2 separate regions of the Gossypium hirsutum genome follow, and region 2 is linked to region 1. A link is a contact called in public Hi-C data. All regions are on one chromosome and are shown on one strand. Each heading gives the region's core, a stretch centred on a gene start, on an enhancer-like site or on the middle of the called end of the contact. The rest is flanking DNA. Distances are from core to core; before and after follow the strand shown. Region 1 holds the start of LOC107941935 (nucleolar protein 58-like). Region 2 holds the start of LOC107935234 (importin-5).

Evidence for each region. Hi-C and Micro-C count contacts between places; a contact is called where the count stands out from the background.
Region 2: a Hi-C map of leaf shows a contact between it and region 1, with 2.2 times the contacts expected there. The contact joins the promoter of LOC107935234 here to the promoter of LOC107941935 in region 1. A contact is called at or near these places in 12 of 34 Hi-C or Micro-C datasets (anther, callus, fibers and 4 more).

What each region holds. Positions count from the first base shown.
Region 1 is chrD11:52,565,724-52,573,241 of Gossypium_hirsutum_v2.1, reverse strand. It overlaps LOC107941935 (nucleolar protein 58-like), which reads left to right and starts at 3,871. Exons shown (of 2, transcript XM_016875560.2): 1 at 3,871-4,007; 2 at 4,387-5,246. The coding sequence starts at 4,458. The coding sequence ends at 5,036. It also overlaps the pseudogene LOC107941932.
Region 2 is chrD11:52,777,809-52,785,326 of Gossypium_hirsutum_v2.1, reverse strand. LOC107935234 (importin-5) reads right to left here and starts at 4,673. Exons shown (of 20, transcript XM_016867806.2): 1 at 3,188-4,673; 2 at 2,659-2,862; 3 at 1,978-2,082; 4 at 1,452-1,517; 5 at 1,204-1,368; 6 at 159-233; 7 at 1-62. The coding sequence starts at 4,432.

The sequences.
Region 1 (7,518 bases), core at 2,622-5,121:
GGTATAGAATCGAAATCATTAATATGTTGGACTATATTAAAACTACAAGTTAAGAAACAGTCACTGCTCTTTCTTATACAGCCCTAATCATGAACCAGATGTAGCGACGATTTGAAACACCATGACAAGTGTAATCATAAAGAAATATGGCACAAAAACAAGCTTCAGGAACTGAAGACTACATTCAATCCATAAGTTACTTCCAACAAAAGCTATAAAAAGGCTTTCAATATAATATGCTAACAACACATGTTCCAACATTATGGAAAGCTTTGCCATTATAGCTCTGCTGCTCCAGCAATGAATACAATTAAATTTTAGTTTTTTGTTTTATACTTCTAGTATGTTTAACAAATAAAATGAAATAAAAAATTATACTACCACCAGTCATACGCGTTGCGAGAAATTAAGTAGAACCAATCATTTCATTTTTTAAGTATCAACAAAATAGTAAGCAGTCATGGATCCTTAGAACCTGTGTCAGATTTCATCAAACTAATCATGGCAGCAAAAGCCAAATAAACTGACTTCTGCTTATCATATTTTAGATCCACATTACAAGTACTCATAACAGTTTCGATCATGTATTAAAAGGGACTAAAATAAAATAACAAAAAGGATGGTATATTACAGAGTTGTTGCAACCCTTGACTGGTCAACACCTGATCCCTTTCTGCATCCACGCTTCTGCCTATTGGCTAAATTCTGTACAAAATCAAAAAAAGAAAAAAATAAAGAAATGATAAATCAAGCAGGCAGCAATAAACAAAATAAAAGCAGTAATTAGTCTTACATCTTTATCCAGTTCATCAATTTTCCCCTTTATAAATCGAGCAACTCTTAAAACTTCATCAATGTCTTTCTCCATTCGCTGTTTGATAGCTACAGATGATAATAGCATCCATCATGAGCTTTAAGTTCAAAACAGGGTAACCAAAATTCAGTTAATTAAGAATAGGCTTTTATTTTATAAATTCTCAACATCAAAGTGATAAATGAAAAGATACAAGCACAGACCTCATCATTTGTTTTCCCTGCAACTTTCACTGAAACTATGAATGTAAGAGAAGCATGAAACAGAATATTGCTTACATTTCATGGCAGGAGCCTTAGTTACTGTCCTTGATTCCTCATGTGCATCCTGCATAAAATATTTGAATGAAAATGGCATCCGAACATCTTAATCAATAGCCAATGATGTCGCTCACAAGATTCATCACTCACAAATCATCCAGCAAGTATGTATCTTGGCCTTGGATTCATGAAACACTAAATGGAAAAACTTGGGAATTTAGCAACCTAAATAGATTTCTTCACTATAGGTTTTATGGCTAGAGAGAGAGCGGGATGCTAGTGCTTTCACACTGCAGTCTTGAAAATCATAAAAACAATACTAAAGCTGAACAAACCTTAAAATCAGGAAGGGGTGAAAGATTAAGTAATGTCAAAGCTCAGGAAAGATCCAAGCCAAAATTTTTGCTCTTCTTCCATATCAGTCTTAAAAACTGAGGAATCCTCAAGGTTTCAGTCAGTTTTAGATGAATTACATCCAACAATTCCTAAAATTCATACTAGTAAGCAAAATATTGAAGACAGATATCTTGAAGCTTTGGTATCATACAAGGAATCGGGAAATATATTAAATAAGATACCTGAAGCATTTTGAGTAGCTTATCCAGCTTCTCATATTGTTTATCTATCTCTTGAACCTGGAAAAGACAAAACGTAGTATGAGATCAGTGATTCAAGCCATAGCTTATGCCATAAAGAAATTTAATTCCGCCTAAAGAGATGAACACGAAGAAAAGTTGCAATTGCAGTTACGAATCCAATATATTGCTGCTTAGCTTACAGAGGATAGTTATTACATCAAGAAGTCTATAGCACCTTAACAAAGAATTCTTGAAGGCAGAGTTCTCCAGAGTTCATTGGAGCTCCTAACTCGACATCTCTACCTTGGGATCCACCTCTAGGGATTTCACAGGACTCCTGCAAGAAATAGAGCACGAGTGCAACTAGTTTATACCAAGCCGAGATAAAAAATTACTAAAGCATAATTCAAAGCAGACAAGCTCATCCGCTTATTCTAAACAGACCAAGAATTTACAAAGAGAGCCATCTGAAAATATCTTAATTATACCTAAAAACATTTTTCTATCCACACAAAATTTAAAAATTATATAACACAAGTTCATGCTTAGTTTTTTTCCTTTTAAATTCAACGAATGCTGATTACATTCCTTTACAAGCTTAAGTTATAAGTTCTTTTGATCTAGTTTTCAACACCTAAGACTAACTAATTAATTAGCTTGATAAACTTCTAAATTGATTCAATTCCTGCTGAATTAACAGCAATTTCTATTAACCTTCGTCTTATAAGAAAAATGAGCTCACTAGTCTCCTGACAATCATTTTCCAATAACATTAAATTTCTTTTTTTTAATCAGGATCCAAATAAAATATACAAAATGCAGCTATCCTCATCAATAAAAATAATAAAGAAAAACTTAAATCGAAACAAAAACCAACACAGGCAAACAAATAAATAAGTAGCAACAATTTGAAAATTGCAAAATGTTACCATTAAAAGGTTGTTCATTGTGGAAAGATGAACAAGACTCAACGAAGCTTCAAAGAGAAGAAACCAAAAAATGGAGAAAGCTAAAACGATATTATTAAAAACATATTAAATATAAAATGTGATTAATTAATATTAATATTAATTAATAATAACACAATAACTATTATAATTGTTGATAAGACCTGGTTTTTTTTTTACATTTAAAAAAACCAGGTCTTTTTTTTAATTTTAGGGTTTCAACTTTTTTTTTCTTTTTTTTTCCCTGTGAATTTTTAAGAGAGAAAAGGGAGAAACAAAAGAGGTGGGGATCCGTTTCAGAAGAATGGCAAAGGCAAACTTTAAAAAAGCGTGGAGACAGATTATCAAGTACGGTGAATTGTAGGGAATTTATGTAATCATAGGCGTTGAAATTTGTAGGTCCCTCGTTTGATGGATGATTAACGGCCATTGTTGATTAGACACGGTTTCAGATGAGGAACATTCTCTCTCTTTTAGAGTTTAGGTCCGCGGAAACTCGAAACTTTGATTTTCCTTGTCTGAAAATGATTCTTTTTAACTTACACATTTGTCTTTGTTACCTTCATTTGTGGGCGGCGCCACGTTGGAGCAAAGCATTCAGCTTGTACAAGGTTGTTTTTTCAACCCATTTTAAACATAAATTTTATTTAATATTTTTATAACCTTTATTGTAATTATAATTACATGATTTATAAAATATATTTACTATTGCACATATATGAAGGATAATGTTTATAAATATATGACCAAGTGGTGTGGGTTTTTTTTTTCTTCATTTTATTGTTTGAAATATAATACGCATAACTATACTCATTTTCCTTTATCGACTTTTATTTAGATGAATAAATAATTTTTTTTGTTAGAATTTGATATTACAATATAAATTATTAAAATTTGATAAAATTAAAATTAAAATTAAAATTAAAAAAATAATTTAGAAAATATATTATATATCATTTTACTGATTTTATTGGAATTTTTTAAAATTATACTAACAGATCATTTTGGTAGTTAGAATTTTTAAACGTATATTTTTGCAAAAAAGTATTATTATTTTTTGAATTAAAAAGCATATTATTTAGTATATTAATAGTTTATTTTTACAAATAAAAACTATTAAGTAAAAAATATATAATATATAATAATATATTTTTAAATTAATATTTTTCGTATCAAGATCTAGAAGGGGGGGGGTTCATCCTCTGGCTCCAACTTTTTATTTACTTACTATTTTCTCTTATTCAACGTTCAACATTTTCATCCCTTCAACTACCTTGGATCATTGGCGGGCTGATTCAATCAAATATTTATATAAAACAATTGAACCTTCCCCATTTCCTACATAAATGTACTTCTGTCTTAAAAAAAAAAAAAAACCTTTGCATCTGCCTGTCTTAACAAGTCAAAGGTACATACATCTCTAGATTTCATTTTAATTATGTTGCCTTTGGATCTTTATTTCATTTTTCTGAAAGCTTGTTAATATAAAGGGTTTGATTTTTACTGATCAGTTGTTTTGATCGTTTAACTGGGGAAAATGAATCTGGGTTTCTTTTCTTGGCTTGTGAAATAATGTAGAGATAATCATCCATGTTGATGAATACTGTCTGTTGAAGAAGATCTTGATTGTCTTGTGTATCTGTCAAAGGTAATTTAGTGCTGGGGTTGCATTGGGAAACTGTTTTTCTTGTTTCAGATATTTTGAATATTCTTACATGTTGTAATGTATCAACCATTCCTTACACAGTTAAGTTTACTTGCTTATTTACATGCAGCATTTCTTTCAGGGAATTTGTAATAAAAAATAAAACACAGGAAGAGAAGAAAGAAGTGTATTTCATAGTCAAAGGCAAAGGATATGGAGCCAAGCCATGAGAAGGAAGAGAAGCTAAAGACCAAATCAATGGAGAAGGAAAAGCTAATGCATAAGGAGGAAAAGGGAGAGAAACATAAAGAGAAGGATAAGGACAAATCGAAGAAGGAGAAAGAAAAGAAGAAGAAAGAGAAATATAGAGAAGAAGACGAGGATAATGAAGTTGGAGAGATGAAGAATACATCAGAGAAAAAAGTTAAGGAGGAGACGATTCACAAAGATGATGAAGCTGGTGTGAACAATGAGAAGAAAAAGAAAAAAGATAAGGAAACGGAGATGAAGAAAGAAGGGACCATAGAAGAAGACGAAGAGAAAGATGAGAAGAAAAAGAAGAAGAAAGACAAGGAAGAGAAAGAGAAAAATAAAGAAAAGAAGCATGGTATAGAAGAAGATGAGAAGAAAAAGAAGAAAGACAAGGAGGTTAAGGAGAAAAAGAAAGAAAAGAAGTTGAAAGGTGAAGAGGAAGAGAGAACGAAAAAGAAAGACAAGGAGGCAAAGGATGATGAAGAAATAGAAGAGGTAAAAGAGAAGAAGAAGAAGAAAGATGAGGAAGAAGAAACTTAAGGGAAAAGCAAACTATGGGGGTTGATACACTATTTTCAGTTGAAACTTAATAAATATTTTTATTAATGATTTAAGGTTATGTAATTTGATCATGAAGCTTGTTTTCCCTATTAAACTCTAAACTATTTGAACCAAACTTCCTAATTTATGATATGAAAAAGAAAAAAAAATTCATTTACAACTAACAATGCTTAACATAACTAAAACCAATCAAATACAAATTAAGTCTTGATTTTCTCTCAATAACAAAAATTATCTCATAGTAATAACAAATCATTCATAATTTAGTACTTACATGTTCATCTGCTTAACCTGGTATTTGATATCTGAATTAAGGGTTTTTTTTTTCTTATTTGGTACTTAATTTCTTTTTGTATGATTTGGTATTTAAATTTGATATATTTTTTAAATTTAGTACCTAAATTTTTTATTGTCTAATTTGGTACCTAAATTTGTTAAGTATTAGACTAATTACTCCGATATATTAATAATATTATTTTTTATGAGGTAGCAAAAATAATCAATGTATGACCACGCGGTAGATGACATGGATTTTTTTATTTTAAATGTTTAATAATTTTTAGTTTAATTTTTTAAATTAACAGAATGAATTTATTTTATTTTGGGTTTCTAAAAGTCTTGTTTTCTTCTTCAATATCAATCCATTAAGTATAGCTCAAAACATAATTTTTTAACACCAATTTTTTGTGATACTAATGATATTTTTGTGAAATTGAGGGCTTTGTGAAGACGAGGCCATGCTTTAAGCATGCGGTCCCTCTTAAATCATTCCCACCATTGATAGTCAAAGTAAGCTCAATCCCAATAAAACATAAATTTTTAGTATATTGTTTAGCGAAACAGAGAAAAGTCCAAATAAATGTATTCATTCATACTATTAAATTTCATGTTATTTGTCACATGTTAGCTATACGTTAGCTATTTATGTCCCCTTATAAAAAAACTAACACAGTTAGTGTTTTGGTTAATTACTATAACATTTAACAAGTTTAGGTATTAAATTGGACCAAAAAGAAATTTTATATACTAGATTAAGAAAAAAACATCAAGTTGTAATATCAAAGTGGGCAAAAGAAGCTTAGGTACCAAATATTATATTAATCTTTTTAAAAATAAGTACCATATTTTAACGGAATAGTAAAAATGTAAAAAAAATTAATATGATATATTTTAATAATTAAATGTAAATAGAAATATTTTTGCTATTTTTTAAACTATAAAATAAGCTATTTGGGCAAGTCGTGCCTAGACCTAATAATGGGTCGGGCGATATGTAAAATTTTATAAAATTGGCCTAGCTTGACTCAAAAAAAAGGTCTAAAATTTTGCCTAAGCTCGACTTGGATAAAAAATACTAAATCTGAGCTTGGCTCGGCCTGTCCGTATTAATTTTTATATATATTATTTTTATATAAAGCAAATTAAAAAATATAAAACATCAAATACAATAAAACATAAATTTTTTTAACATGATAGCTCGTATGACAATTCACATGTGCTTTATGCTAATTTTTATTTTTTAAATTTATCATAAATTTTAAATTATTTGTTGACATGACATATAAGATAAATTGTACCATGTTAGCATGAACTACACACGATTCCCATGTTAGTTGCCATGCCAACATTGTTAAAAAAAATAAATGTTTTAGTAGACATTTTGTTAAAAATAAGCTATTTGACACTTTTTGAAACACAAATGGCTAAATTTAGTTAAAAAAATTAATAAAAGCTAAATTGACAAAAAAAAAGTCGAGGACTACATTTAAAATTATACTTTTTTTAACCACCTACGAAATTTTAGGAGTTAATAATAAACTCCACAGAATCTAATAATCAAGTTAAAATATGCCATAAATCTAGTACTTTTCACAAATTTAGAATTTAGTCTCTATAATTTTATTTCTATAAATTTAGTCTTTTTATTTTTTTTAAATTTCAAAATTTAGGTCTAATTATTAACCTTGTTAGTTTTTTTTTTGTGAATTTTGGTGTGACATTTTAAAATAAAAAAAATACTCAGTTGGTAGTTATGTAACTAAAAGAATGGCATTGTAATAAGCTTAGATTTAATAAAATAATTTTAACAATTTTAACAATTGGATCTAAATTATGAAACCAGCAAAATAAAAGAACTAAATTCCAAAAAATAAAACTACAAGAGCTAAATTTCAAATTTATAAAAAAATAAAAATGCTTATAACATATTTTAACCTCATCCAAATCTATAACTACTAATAAAAAGTAAACACACGAAAACACCGTAGAATGAGAGAAGGGGCTAATAAAAAAGAAAAATAAAGAAAATGTGGAGGAAATGAAGAAATGATAAAAAAGAATAATTTTGTATTATTTTTAAGTTAATAATTGGTATCATATATATTTTAAGTATCGATATTTATTTTAATTTTCATGTTACATTTTAAGTTTTTTTTATCTATTCAATTTAATTACTTATATA
Region 2 (7,518 bases), core at 3,424-5,923, 210 kb before region 1:
ATAACAACACTCATGTAAGGAAGAAAATCCTGTCCAAGGCACTTGCAAAGCCTGGCCCAAGCCTACCAAATCAAGGACCACCCAGAAAAGCAGTCAATACTTAGAAGACACTCTATCATTCAAGTATCAATATAGTTTCCTTAATTATCAGAGCAAACCTGCAACATGTAGCTCGTTGTTGGATCATCTGATTCCATTTGAGATACTTGCAATGACATCAAGACGTCCATAACCTTGCAGTGTAAAAGGAAATAGTTAGGCAACGAGAATCTGCACCGTGAGTTGCAAGAAATCCAATTGAATTTGGACACACAGAAACTATATGTTATTCACCAAGATCAAACTATAATTGATAACTTAATCCCAGCCCAAGAACTTCCTTGAAGAGAAATAGATAAAATCTTATCTACCCGAAAGTTTCGTCATGTGGCTTATTAGTTGTTATTGAGAAAAAATTATTCACACTCAATAGGGTCTAAAGTATTTTCTCCCAGATAATAGATCAATTTAGAAGTAATGGTCTACCAAAGAACATGAAAGAGTTACAAACTCCTATAGCTTGACAACAACCACCTACCATTTGAACATAGTGTCTAATGGTTCATAATCAATATTGGAAAAGGAAAAAGCCCATTGAATATTAGGAACTATTTGTAATTTTGTCTCTGCAGCTTCCTCAAAATTTATTCAGAAAACAGGATATTGAAGTAAAATATCTAGAATAAAATCCCTTGTTTCCAGTGTTCCAGAAGGTTGAAAGAGAAATATTAATATTTTTGAATTTTATAAACAAAATTGGAGAAGAAGAGTTTCCACTCCAATACTTCAAAGAATTTGGTATCCAGAATATTTCATTGAAGAGTACAAGTCAAAAGATAGAGATCCAAATCGAAAATCACTTTCCAAAAACTGAATGAGGCCTTAGTTTGAGAGACATACTAGGAACATAGAAGAAATTTAAAATTGAAGAAATTAGTATTAGAAAAATCAAGTATTATAGATGGAGAATAAGTGATTGGAAAATGAAAAAAAAATAATGAAAAACATTCAATTTCTAAGTGGTTGTCTTCACACAGCCTTGCTGTATGAGTCCTTTTATAAGATCGCTAAAATTGGTAACTCCTCCAAAAATAATACCATAAAGGATAAAATTGACAATCTGGATCTTAGCTACAAAAACCATACAAATTCATTACTCATTACCTGTTTAGCATCATCCCTAAATTTTTCCTTTCCAACAGCCATGCCAACCAAACTAATGCACTCCATAGCTTTGGCACGAAGCATACGATTAGATTTATCATTTGCATTAACCAAGATAGCTTTCAAGTAAGGCATCACAGCATCATAATATTTCTGGAATTGCTCCTGTTGTTAAGCATCCCATGTCAGATAAAATGCACTTAAATATATAGAGTAAATATGAAAATATTTCAGAAGCCTTTGAATACCTGAGATGAATCAGCAACTGATGCCAAAGCCGTCAAAGCACCCTCCTGGACCATTTGCTTCCCGTTCTGAAGAGCAAAAGAAGGTGAAGACAACAAGCTAAATAAAAGTCATAAATTGAAAAATACTCCAACCACAGAAGAGCATATGCAAGACAATATATTTATGCACCTTTTATAATGTATTCTAAACTAAACTCTTTTGTGATCTAAGGAAAATAAAAGCATGGCCAGATATAAACAAACAAATGATTATTGATAAACCTAAGGGCAAAAAATGGCATGAAAATCTACAAAAGCAGCATGTGACATGTCTATTTGACACATTGCAGAAGCACTTTCACGCAATCTTCTAAGCTTTCTCTCATTCAAAACCTGTCCGCTATTTTCAAAACAAAAAGCTCACCATCTTAAAGATATATACCATTCTGACTGCTAGGAATTACAAGTTCTTTAACAGGAAAGCAACCAGCAGAGAATGTGTTCTCCAAACCATATACTTCAACAGAAGTACAGAAAACATATATACCTGAAGCAGTACAAGAAGTTTGCTCACAATCCCATCCAGGTATGGAGTTAAGATGTCTGGGGTACAATTTTCACTGAAATTAAGTACTGCTGAAGCAGCATGGGCCTATATTTTACATGCAAAAAAAAAAAGAGAAGAAAATAAATAAGATTTTTTACATCTAAACAAAGAAACCAGATAATAAAGGCTGATGAAAGAAGATTACATATTGCTTCTGGAAGACATCACTATTTCTGGGGAACATTAAACAATATTTTGCTTCAAAAAAGATTCTAAATACACATATGTAATCATATATATTCTTCACCAGTTCATCTATCTTTTTTCCTTTTTCTTTCCAGGGGGGAAGAAAGTAGTAATAAAATTTTAAAATTGGGAAACATTTTGATCATATTTTGCTTCAAAAAAGATTTTGAATACACATATGCAAGTATATATGTGTATATATATATATATTCCTCATCTATCCTTTTTCCTTTCAAAGGGGGGGACACAATAGTAACAAAATTTTAAAATTTTAGTAGCATATTTTGTATGCCATTACTAGACATTAAAATAAATAAATTCATTTTAAATTAAATCAGTTGCTCTATTAATCCTAAATGATTTTAACTAAACAATAGAGTTAAACCCAGAAACACTTATTTAATCATTATAACATATTCATGATATTGGGGAAACCTGCACGCGAGGATTCTGGAAGTCATCCATGGCTCCAGCTAGTGCAGGCAACACTCTCTGATGATATTGAGTCTGCAACTCTGGGCCCAAGTCCGTAGACAACTGCCCAATGGCATTAATAGCAGCCCATCGAACACGAGGATGGGCATCGTGAAATGAATTCAAAATCATTGACACTACCTGTTCTAGATTTCTTATCATCACCTGGAAAGAAGAAGAAAAGAAAAGCAAAACCCGTTCAGAAACAATGAAGCATATTACAATTTAATCAAAATCTGCCCCATTGATCAAGGGACATAGATAAAGCAATTCTTTATCAAGTTAACCGCAGAACCTATATTAATTCAAATCCACACAAATTATAAATGCCACGTCTAGAATAAACAAAACATAAAAAATTAAGCTTCTAATAGTGTCTTATCATTATTATATAGGTAGCAAGAAGTGACATGCAAGCTCCAAATAGAATAAACATACACAGTGCATTAAATATGATCAAACTGTTAATTTGGAACTTCAAAATTCAAACCTTGGAACAACCCTCAGCAATCTGAGCAAGTGCAATGAGAGCAGCATGTCGTTTCTGCCACTCTGAAGCAGCCAAAAACACCGGAAACAATTCTGAAGCCACTGGTACAACAGTATTCCCTCCTAATGAAATCGACAATCTATCCAAACACTCCTGACCAACCCCATAATTACTTGTTTCCCCAGCATCCTCATCCTCACTCTCTGCATTATACCAATCCGGTTCATCTTCAATGTCCACCAATAGATTCATCAACACCCAAAATAACCTCCTTATGAATTGTGGTAACTTCCTCATCATCCCCGGAGCCCTCTCTCTCGCCTCTGCTAACGTAATTATAAATTCAATGGCTAAATGGCGTGTTCCTTCTTCTAAACTCTCCGCCTCAGCAATTTGTAACATCGATCCTACTACTTCCATTATTTGCCTCCTTAGAAACCTCGGCTCAGTCCCGGCTAACTCAATTAACAATTCCAAAGCCTCTTGAGCTGTGGCTTCTAATCCAGAGTTCAACGCCTCGGTCAACGTCTGCATCATCAACGGCAACAAATCTTGGAAAGCGTCCCGATCTTTGGGGTTTGAAATACATTGAATGAAACTGACTGAGGCGCTTAAAGCTGCGATTCGTACGTCGCAACTTGACGGATTTGATAAACAATTGAAGAAGACGGAATGGAGAGTGTTTAAATGAGGGATTAGGGTTTCCGTTGTTTCTCCGACGTTTTGAGCTAATCGAGAGAAAATCAAAAGAGCAGATTCTTCGAGGTTGGGATTCTTAGAATTCACACATTGGAAGAGGAATGGCAATAGTTCCGGCCAGCCTCTAGTAGCAACGACGGAAGAAGCGAGATCGGAAATTGTATCGCAGAGTTTTTTTACGTTAGCTTTTGATTGTTCTGTTTGGAGGGAGGATAAAAGCGAGGCTTTGATGGCGGCGCGTGTGGATTCAGCCAGGAGAGGAAAGAGAAAGGAGTAATCAGCGGCGGGAGTTAGGATTTTACGGAGGAGGACGGCAGAGAGGGCTCGGAGTTCGGGGCGAGGGGATGAGGATAAGACACGGGAGAGAGCGAGGGAGAGAGAGTCGGGGTGAGTTTGTTTGGCAAGGTGGAAGAGTGACTCGGCCTGGGAACGTTGGTCGTTGGAGGAAGACATGAGGTGGGAGATTAGGGTTTCGAAGTGAGTCGAATCGGGGCCCAAGATGTGGGCGAGTTGAGCGAGTTGGAGCTGAGTTTGATCGGTGGCCATGGGCGAGTTTCAGGGTTTTAGGAGATAGAATTTGTTTTTGTTATTTGGGGTTTTTTGTATTTGTGGCGCCTCCCCAATCCCAATATAACGAAAGGAAAGAAGAAATAAAGAAGAAGATACGAATTTTAAGGCAGGGTTTGCGAGAGCGAGTGCGAGTGTTTTAAACGAAACCAAAAGTTGTCGGTCCATTTCTTCTTCATGCCTCTCTACTCGTACACATTTTCATTTTACTCACTTTTCCTTTTAATTCCAAATATTCATTCTGATTTAATAATTAAATTTTATTTTATGAATTTTTTAAAATGTTCCCTCTACTCTTTTGAAATTTAAAATTTAGTCTCTATAATTTTGAGACATTAAGTCCTGTATTTTTTTAAATTTTAAATTCTTGGTCCTTTTGTCTAATTTTGTTCTTAAAGTTACGAACGTAGCAGTCAAAAATTGATCAAATAACCTATTTTTCATTTTTAAATAAAACATAAAAAATTAAATATATAATTCTTAAAAGAATTCAAAAATTTTGAAAAAAAAGAAATATTTAAAATTAAAAATATTAAAATTAATTTTAAATTTAAAAAAATTATGTTATTTACTCCTTAAATGGTAATAAGAGGTTTTCATGGGCCTTGTAATAGCCAAACCGATTCGCTTGACTCGTTTTTGAGACACACTTGGCTAGGGCTAGCTTGACTTGGCTCGTTTTATTGTTTAAAATGATAAAAATATAAAAATTTATATTGATAGTTTAGGTACCAAATTAGACATTTTTAAATTACAAGTACTATATTGGACATTTTATGAAATACATGTATAATAATAAAATACGTATTAATAATTCAGTTATCACATTGAACATTTCTAAATTACAAGTACTACATTGGACATTTCCAAATTACAAGTACCACATTGGATATTTTCGAAATAGAAGTACCATATTAAACATTTTATGAAAGTACAGTACCAAATGTGATATCATCCCTAATTTTATCGCACTTGCCAATTTTTAACTAAAAAAATCCAAAAGGTTTAAGAGATTTTTTTAAGGGCAGAGTAATTTGGATAATGAAGTGTAGCTTAGGTATCACTTTAAGAACCATTAGGAAAATTAGTATAATTTCAATACTATTTTGTGATTTAAACTTTTTTATTTTTTTATTTTTCATTTTTTTCTCACGTATTTGTCTCAATTCATTTGGATCCGATGCCTAAAAAGGATAATAAAATTTTTAATTTAGTAGTGTGATACATTAATATGGTATAATTAATAGAAGGGTCCATTCTTTTTAAAATTATATTTCAATCAGTCAACTTTCAAAAGTTACATAATAGTCACTAATATTATCGAATTGTTACATTTTTGTCACTTGTCCGTCTCTTAACGTGGCACGTTAATTTAAATATTTAATTACGAATTTGGTCCTTGAACTATAACTAAAATATCATTTTTCTTAAAAAATTCTTAACAATAATTCTAAAAAGAACTAACAAAATGTTAACAAACAAACAAATAAAGTATAAATTTTAATGTTTTTAATTATTTTATAATTTCTTTATTTGCTTGTTAAGATTTTTTTTAGTTCTTTTTAGAATTATTGTTAAGATTTAAAAAAAACAAAATGACATTTTTATTATAGTTTAGGGACCAAATTAGTAATTAACCATTTAAATTAGAGTGCCACATCAACCTTGTAACAGTAGTTAACAGACAAGTTATAAAAATGTAACAATTTGATAATTGTTATATAACTTTTGAAAGTTGGGTGACTAAAATACAATTTTAAATAAAGTTTAGGAACAATTAGATATAGTTTACCAAAAGAAATTAACTTCTAAATCTTAAGAAGCCAAAGTTCTAAAAATATTACCCACCAATCAGAATTTTTACAGAAAAATATCAAGTTCACATTAGAAAAAAAATTTACCATTATTATTTATGTAACTTTTAAAATTATCTAGTCCTTTTTAAAAATATTATTATTTCTCAAACATTTATAATGATTTTTTTACACTTAAATTATATAAAAAAAATATTTTAGTGGCGGTTTCTTTTTTTAGCTTCATTGACCTCTTCAACTTTTGATTTTTGTCCAATTATGTAGAATTACAGTAAATTAACATTGTTGATGAGAATGATTGATGCTGACATGACATCTAAATAACAATCTACATGTCTCAGTCATTAATTAATTTTTAAATTTAAAAATATTAAGTTTTCAAAAAAAAATTCTTAAAATTCAAAAATTATAATTTAAAAAATAAAAAATAGGTAAAATTTTTAAATTAAAAAAACTATATAAAATTTATAACAAATTTTTTTAAAAAAAAGAAAATATATATAAATTTTCAAAATTCAGAAAAACATATAAAAATTATATATTTTTTAAAATTCAAAAAAAATCAATAGAAGAAAATAATTAAAAAAAATGATTCACCCGCTACTTCTTTATCATCACCATATTCTTCTTTAGAGTCAAAAACTCCAAGTCAAGCCTCCCCATATAGTTTTCCTGTAATTGGTATCAGAACGTCGGAGTAACAATTTTTTGAGAAATAATATCATAGTATTCATTGTAAGTCTTTATCTTTTATTTACAATTCAATTTATTTCATGGTTATTTATCTTAAAACCCATATATTTGTTATTATGTCCTTCTATTACCTGCTTATGTCTGTGTGAGACTTTAGGCCTTTGAGAGTAAAGACATAAAAGATAACGGAAGGTTCTAGGTACCAAAGATAAATTTCATGGAAGAAACAGATTTTCTATATAAAGATAAAATTTGCAATCATACTATGCATATCGACTCTAAAAATGAAAATAATATTTCAGCTCTGAGTAAATGTTTTAATAGTTTAATAGATATAACTTCTATATATTTTATAATAAATTATATAATAAAGTAAGTAATATAGAACAACAAGTAAATAATTTAGGAGAACTTACAGATTTAGATTTGAACAACGAATCTAAAGACATATTATCTAATGTTAATAATAAATTAGAAGAAGTATTATTAACAAAAATATAGAACAAGAGGTAGATTTAGGTCCTTTATATTATGGAAATAGTAATATAATCTTAACTT